Regions from separate parts of the Hordeum vulgare genome. Here region 2 is linked to region 1. A link is a contact called in public Hi-C data. All regions are on one chromosome and are shown on one strand. The core of a region is the stretch at or near the end of the contact, and the rest is flanking DNA. Distances in the headings are between cores, read along the strand shown. Region 1 holds the start of LOC123404010 (probable aquaporin PIP2-2). Region 2 holds the start of LOC123404063 (phytosulfokine receptor 1-like).

The links. Hi-C and Micro-C count contacts between places; a contact is called where the count stands out from the background.
Region 2: a Hi-C map of leaf shows a contact between it and region 1, with 6 times the contacts expected there. The contact joins the promoter of LOC123404063 here to the promoter of LOC123404010 in region 1. A contact is called at or near these places in 5 of 6 Hi-C or Micro-C datasets (leaf, seedling and an unstated tissue).

Annotation. Positions count from the first base shown.
Region 1 is chr6H:380,626,801-380,630,550 of MorexV3_pseudomolecules_assembly, forward strand. LOC123404010 (probable aquaporin PIP2-2) reads left to right here and starts at 1,737. Exons shown (of 4, transcript XM_045097910.1): 1 at 1,737-2,201; 2 at 2,318-2,613. The coding sequence starts at 1,886.
Region 2 is chr6H:380,777,414-380,781,163 of MorexV3_pseudomolecules_assembly, forward strand. LOC123404063 (phytosulfokine receptor 1-like) reads right to left here and starts at 1,590. Exons shown (of 1, transcript XM_045097988.1): 1 at 1-1,590. The coding sequence starts at 838. It overlaps LOC123404064 (a long non-coding RNA gene), which reads left to right. Exons shown (of 2, transcript XR_006611619.1): 2 at 1,790-2,299.

The sequences.
Region 1 (3,750 bases), core at 487-2,986:
TTTTATTCAGTTTGTAAAACTATACTTATTTATTTAAAAACTATGTTTTATTTGATTGTGAAACTATGCTATTTTTTATACGTCTGCTTGTTAAATAATGCAAAACGTGCTCATATTTGTTGAAAAGGGACGGACAGCCGATCACGTCAATAAATTTAAATCCCGGACGTTGGACGCATTACCAATCTAAATGTTAAATACGACGGACGTCGAACGGACGGCAGACCCAAGGACAAAAATATTGTCCGTTTGAATCGGCGCGTTGGAGTTGCTAGGTGCTTCTAAGATCGTATTAGTGTAGAGGCTGAGAGTTGTATCTTAACGATTTTAATACATTCTTTTCACACAAAGATGTAAATTTTACATGCAATGTGTGAGCTCTTGTTTCTTTTGCGTGCAAGAACAAGCTCTTGTCCTGCGTCGGCATAAAGTCCGAGCCGCATCACAGTTGTAGTACTAGCTGCTAGCTACGTCGACGGGTGCATCTCCTAAAATCTGAATGATTGGGCCGTGAGAGCGACCCGAGCCGCCCGGTGCTTTCCAGCCACATGATCGTAGGTGGCACCGCCGGATTGGCTGGTCGCGCGCGGCTGATGTGGATACCGTAAATCTGAAGGTCTCTGTTGTCCCACGTGTCCCAGTAGGAGCCGTATGGACGTATGAGAATACGTACGTTGTGCATCTCGAGGGAGTTCGTTACAGGGAACGAGTTGTAGCGGGAGGGAAAGGAAAATGGAGGAGATGTCATCGGTCGAGGGGCCCACTCCACCGTAGTAGAGTATACGTACTATACTAGAAATATTCGCAGACAGGAACGTTCTGCGCCTATCTGTTTCGTTGTTATACTTGTCTTGATCAGAGAAAGCGACCACCGATGGTTCACGATTTCTCCGTAAGCACAAAGGCGAGACCTAACCAGCCGGGCTTCAAATTTCGGGAGCACGTTTTCTGCAAGGGGGGAGAAGAGCGGGGGAGCAGCTTATTATGCCTTCACGTCATACAGCTTGCAGGCTGCAACTAATCAGGCTACTGTTAGGAATCTCCATTTGCAGAGTAGCTGCGCGAGCTGTCTGTCTTAGCGATGATTCGCTGTCCTTGTTTGTTATTGGTGGCAATCAAGTTTCTGGGCATCTCCATTGGTGGATAAGCATGTATATACTGAACCTGTTGAAATTCCTGTCATTGTCTGTGTATACTGAATTGTTTTCTGAAAGGTAGGACTGCCAAATTGTCGGGAGTAGTCGGCGCTACAGCAAAAGTTACTTGGAGCTGCATATGCATGCATGCATTTGGAACGGACACATCGTTGATCGTTCCAAGACATCTGCAAAACCCATGCTAACTCTACACGCCCCTAGATAAAGGTCGCTATATCCTCTCTTTTTTTTTTGCCATCACTGATGATGTGTTGCTTGCCAGTGACCAGCAACGAGAAGCAACGAGAGTAGAACACTTTGGTGCGCTTTCTGAACTTTCTGCATATTCTTTTTTCCAGGGCGGTACAGCAGCAACGTAAGCGCACTGCACTGCACTGCACTGCACATACCTTAGAAAACAGCCCCTCCCCTCCAATTGATCACTAGCCACCAGTTCGTTAGGCTCCGAAAACGACCTAACGATGATGCTATAGTCGGTTGTGGGCGGCAAATTATAACCCAAAACCTCCCAAAAACTAAGCAGAAAACCTTATCCCTCGCTAATAATCAATCTGCCTCCCCCCTTAACAGGCCAAACTCGAGCTGATGATGAGCTCGTCCTCTCCCCGGCACGAGCCACCCTCTCACGTCCCATATATACCTGACCGGCCCTCCCCTTTCTCCTCACACTGAACAACTGCAGCAAGCACCGTTCAAGCTAGAGGGCACTAGGTTGAGCTAGCTTAGCAATGGCCAAGGACATTGAGGCGGCACCCCAAGGGGGCGAGTTCTCCAGCAAGGACTACTCGGACCCGCCCCCGGCGCCGATCGTGGACTTCGAGGAGCTGACCAAGTGGTCGCTGTACCGCGCGGTGATCGCCGAGTTCGTCGCCACGCTCCTCTTCCTCTACATCACCGTGGCCACCGTCATCGGGTACAAGCACCAGTCCGACCCCACCGTCAACACCACCGACGCGGCCTGCAGCGGCGTCGGCATCCTCGGCATAGCATGGGCCTTCGGCGGCATGATCTTCGTCCTCGTCTACTGCACCGCCGGCGTCTCAGGTCCGTCCGTCGATCGACCACTAGTTCTCTTAACTTCTCGCGCATACTAACTGCATGTATGCATGCATCATGCACATGCGTGTGACTGACCCGCGTTCTCTCTTCACGATGCATAGGTGGACACATCAACCCGGCGGTGACCTTCGGGTTGTTCCTGGCGAGGAAGGTGTCGCTCATCCGGGCGCTGCTCTACATCATCGCGCAGTGCCTCGGCGCCATCTGCGGCGTCGGCCTTGTCAAGGGCTTCCAGAGCTCCTACTACGTGCGGTACGGCGGTGGCGCCAACGAGCTCAGCGCAGGCTACTCCAAGGGCACCGGTCTAGCGGCCGAGATCATCGGCACCTTCGTGCTCGTCTACACGGTCTTCTCCGCCACCGACCCCAAGCGCAACGCCCGTGATTCCCACATCCCGGTGAGTACTAGTACTACTACTGAGACTGGCTACTGAAACGTCTCGCTAGTTGCATCGCTCATGGCTACTATAGCGTAGCAGTATATATACCATTAAACCATAGAGACACTTTACAGTGTCCATCAAAAGAAAAGTACACTTTAGAGTATATGGGTTTATGGCCAATGATAGAATTGGCTGCAGATCAAAGTGCTGCGGAAGTCGTTGACTTAGTATTGGAACAACTTACTTAAGAACGAGAAAACATTCTAACAAGTGTGCTCAGAAAGAATATTCTAGTAAGTTAAACTCGAATTACTGAAGTTAATAGTTGGTAAAAACTAAAAAGCGATTATCAAATCATATACTCAATTTCTACTACCAGTGCTATGAGCTTTGATACATCTACGTAAGTTTTTAACGTAAACTTACGTTTAAGATGATCTGGCATGAGTTAGTTGAAAGATAAAAACAATACAGGCCCATCCCTAAAAATCAGGGGACCGGTGATTGGTTAAGGAAATAAGGAACGTAAGTTTACGTTAGTTACTTACGTAGATATAGCATTTTTGCAGTGCTATAGTAGCAAAATACTTTTGGGAGGGAGCGCCGGAGTAGGGCAACCAAGTTCACAAATCCTGACAAAATGAAGCATTTTAATGAACCTAAATGCTAAAGTGCCCCAAAAAATGCAAGATCTATGGTCCAAAATTGACGAATCACTCTACATCAAGCACCTGCATGTGCGAATGTATCTTCTTGTCTGATCCACTGCGTGCCAATAGGCAGATAGGAAGATTCTCTCGTTCAATTAGGCACTAGTCGCTGTCTCGCCTCATCGTCTACAGAAAATCTGTGGTGGCGAATCGAAAATGATCGCCACCAATTAATGACGAGATATATTCCATGGGTAGGAACAAATTGCAGAAGTCCAGGGATAATGTCATGCCTGGACCTATTTTGTCCTTCAGATTTGTTGAACCATCCCTTTCTAGTTCCACAATTCTCAAACAAGCATGCTCTTAGTGGCTTTCTTTTGTGTTGAAATGTATATTCAATTTAGAAATAATATCTACAATTAACCTAAAAAGTATAGCAACATTTACAAAATCAGCGACTTGTTTTGTCCTTAATTAGCAGTATAATATTGAGCAAGAT
Region 2 (3,750 bases), core at 340-2,839, 150 kb after region 1:
GAGCAAGGCTGGACAGATTGCCAAACCTCGGGCTCATCCTACCAGTGAGCTGATTCTCCTGCAGAGACAAATTCTTCAGAAATTGCAACTTGAATAGGTTGTCTGGCAAGCTCCCGGAGATGCTGTTGAGCTCGGCATATAGCTCCTCGAGCTTTGTGCAGTTTCCGAAGCCTGCCGGCAGTTCCCCGGCAAAGAGATTCGAAGTGAATCTTATCACACGGATCACTCGAGATGACTCACAGATGCTTGAATCAATTCTCCCGGTGAACATATTGTACCCTGCGTCGAACACCGTAAGCTGAGCTGAACCATGGAGTGTGGGATGGGTGCCGCTGAATGAGTTGAAGGATATGTTGAACACATCAATCACTGGGAGTGACACGTTGGCCGGGAATGTGCCGGAAAGCTCGTTGTTGCTTACGTCGAGCCGCTGCAGCCTATGGAGCTGAACGAGGGGTGCCGGGATGGCACCACGGAGGTTGTTATTGGAGAGGTTGAGCCACTGGAGATGGTCCAGCTGTGCAAGCGAAAGTGCCAGCTCGCCCTTGAGGTTCCTGCCATGGAGGTCCAGCCTGATGACCCGGCCGCGAGCGTCGCATGTGACACCCGCCCATGCACAGCAGTTAGCCACTTCGGATGTCGTGTTTGAGAGCATCCAGCTGCTGATGCCTCCGGTGAGACCTCTCAGGAAGCCTTCCAGTGCACCATAATCATCTGGGTTGCAGGAGCTTTGGTTGAGGGAGTAGACCGGGGACAGGAAGAGAAGCTGCGTGGACAAGCACCATAGGATGAAACAGGTTGGCCATGTGGTAGTGCGTTTCATCAAGAAATGCCCCATTGATGCAAGAAGAGCTATGCTGATGCTCTTGAATGGGGAAGAGAGGTTCTTGTTTGCTGTGTTCAGGAGCTATGTGATATCTAAGCCATTTGGGGCGTAAAGCTGGTTTCCCAAGCAACAATGGTGGCGGCAGGCGGCAGTGAAGGATGAGGGAGGGAGGCGAGGTGTGAGACGGTAGGACATCAGAGTAGGGTGGTGCGTGCTCCGGTTTTGACCTTTGATTGTGCAGGCACTCGGCAGTGGGAGTCCCGAATTTTCTTGAGGAAATTGATTGTCTCTGTCAACTTGCTAGAGAAATCCATGGTCGGAAATCTTTTGACTTGCGTTCAAAGTTGGCCTAACCGTCCTTTTCATTCTCGCTTTCCTTTTCCTTTTGGCTGTTTTCGGGATATGAATCTAATAACTAGCGTGAAAGCGGACTGGTGAAGGATACGGCCTGCATACAAAATGGATATTGCTAGATATTCGAAGAACTAGATTGATTATGCTTCTCTATGTGTGGCTATTTCGCACGGGTGTAACCGATTGCTGTTGAAGGCACTTCTACGAGCTCAAGGGAGCAGTCTCTTAGAGAATATACAGGCAATCAATCTTGCAGATATTAGCACTGTCGATTTTTTTATAACAAATACAGTAATATTTTTTACATATAATGGGCCCTGTCATGGACGTAATACCAAAATCATGATTAATTAGGAATGCTTTCCATAAGATATTTATATGTTCGAAGATAGCTAGTTGCTATACTTGTCAGGCTTGTACTCCCTTCGTTTCTAAATATATGTCTTTTTAGATGTTTCACTAGGAACTACATACCGATGTATATGAACATGTTTTAGAGTGTAGATTCATTTATTTTGCTCCGTATGCAGATCTTTAATGAAATATCGAAAAATAATTATATTTAGGAGGGAGTATATCCAAAAACTGAAGGATGGCTGGTTGTGGCAGGTTGGCAGGAGAGTCAACGGCCAGCGGCAAGCTGTGCATGTGCAGCCGCCCCTTTCGGCCGGGCCGGCCATGGCCCTGCCGTGCCCTCCCGTGAACATATGGCACGGCTCCAAAAGCTAGGCGCTTATTATACGGTACAAAGGGCTGGGGAGAATTCTACTCGTACTCTGCATTTTGGTCTATTATAAATTAGGCTCGAGTTGATGGCTGATAAAATCTGTGGATGAAGCACTGCGCTCTGTTGTTGGTGAGAGCTGGGTCTGGGTCATCGGTTTAATGTTATCTGGCTCGGTGTCTACCCTAAGAAAATACAGACGTACGAGACCATATGCAGTTTAATTTTGGAACTCGGCGAGTCGTTTGGAGGATTTAATGGAGCCTATCATCATTCCTTTAAGCGTTATGGAACTTTAAGACGTACGTGTTGTCGTCTCGTATTTCACCGGCCTGCCATCATATATTAGTATTATGCATATGATACTATATCTGTATGTTAGTATTATGGAATTATTTATTTGTTGTCATGCATAACGCACGGTAGCATATCATTTAAGATGATATGATATCATGATATGATACTCAACCTTTTCTTTTTTCATTTAGTTCTATGTCATTTTATTAAAATTACCTAATTGATATGCATCATACTACCTGTTCCTCAGTGACATGGTAATTGACTTCATATCATATAGGAACATACATCTAATCGTGGTAAAATAACAGACTGAGCTAGGTATGGTGCAAGTTGCCACCGGTGCGCATTTCGTCTATGGCCACTCGGACAGGGGCGGCCAATTACCTGGCGGGAATGCTACGCCACTTGCACGCCCACTACCCGTAACTTTTGTCTTTTCCTTTGCCTTCTTTTCCACGAATTGCCGGACCTGTGCGGTTGAGTAGAGTCTTGGAAAGGTTTAAATTTGGAGTTGATTTCCCTGAGAGAGATGATGGCGTGCGTGTGCAAGAACACTAATGAGTAATGACCGACCGCTCTAGGACTAGGAGGGCAGAAAGCCCTTTTCATCTTTGGTTTAGTGTCATCGTTAAATCACATGTACTCCACTACAAGTCACAGACTGCCCGTGCCACTAGTGCACAAGACTAGATAGAATGCGCAGCATCTCAATCGTCTTCATGTGCACAAGACTAGATAGAATGCGCAGCATTTCAATCGTCTTCATGTGCACAAGACAAGATCGTATCCGGCCGTCGTGAACCGATAATTTGGGTAATATTATTTTTTGCTTTAGTGCGTATCTCTCCTTTCTAGTAGTATTTCGCAGAGACTTTAACGAAGAACATATCCGCGCGATTAATCAACAATCATGGCACGGTTAGCCCCAGACTTATAAGTAATCCAAGTCGCGGAACCGGATTCTGGTGGCTAATGGTGCGCCTTATCTCCCTACACAACCCACTAGCTAGCTAACAACAAAACAACCAGTGGTGGAGCGATGGATTCCTTTGGGATGGAGATATTGCTATTTTTCCCGGCGGTCAGTGGGCACTAGGATGAAGATGCCCGTCGCCCCTTTCCTCCAGTCCAATGAGCTCGCGGTCCGGCACCTGACATGGGTCACCGGAGCAGAGAGCACGCAGCCACTAGCGGGTGATCGATGAGCAGAGAACACTGGTCGTGCACCGAGTAGACTCACCGGGAGGCGGCAGCGTGACATCGGCATGTACCACTACCGCTATCATCATACCACCACCAACGACCGCGCGATCGACCGACACCGTGCCAGTGCGACGAGACACCACCACTTCTCCGACGATTTTGTGGGCGGTGGGCCGGCGAGGTGGCGTCGTCGGTCGACCGCTTTATTTCACTGTCATGACCTAACCAAACCATCCATCCGAGCGGCCCATCCAAGGGAGCTAGCGTAGAAAGGGTTGCGTCTTCGGCTGACACGGCCGGTCGATGGGATCAGGCTACGACCGCCGATGTCTTGCTTGCCGCT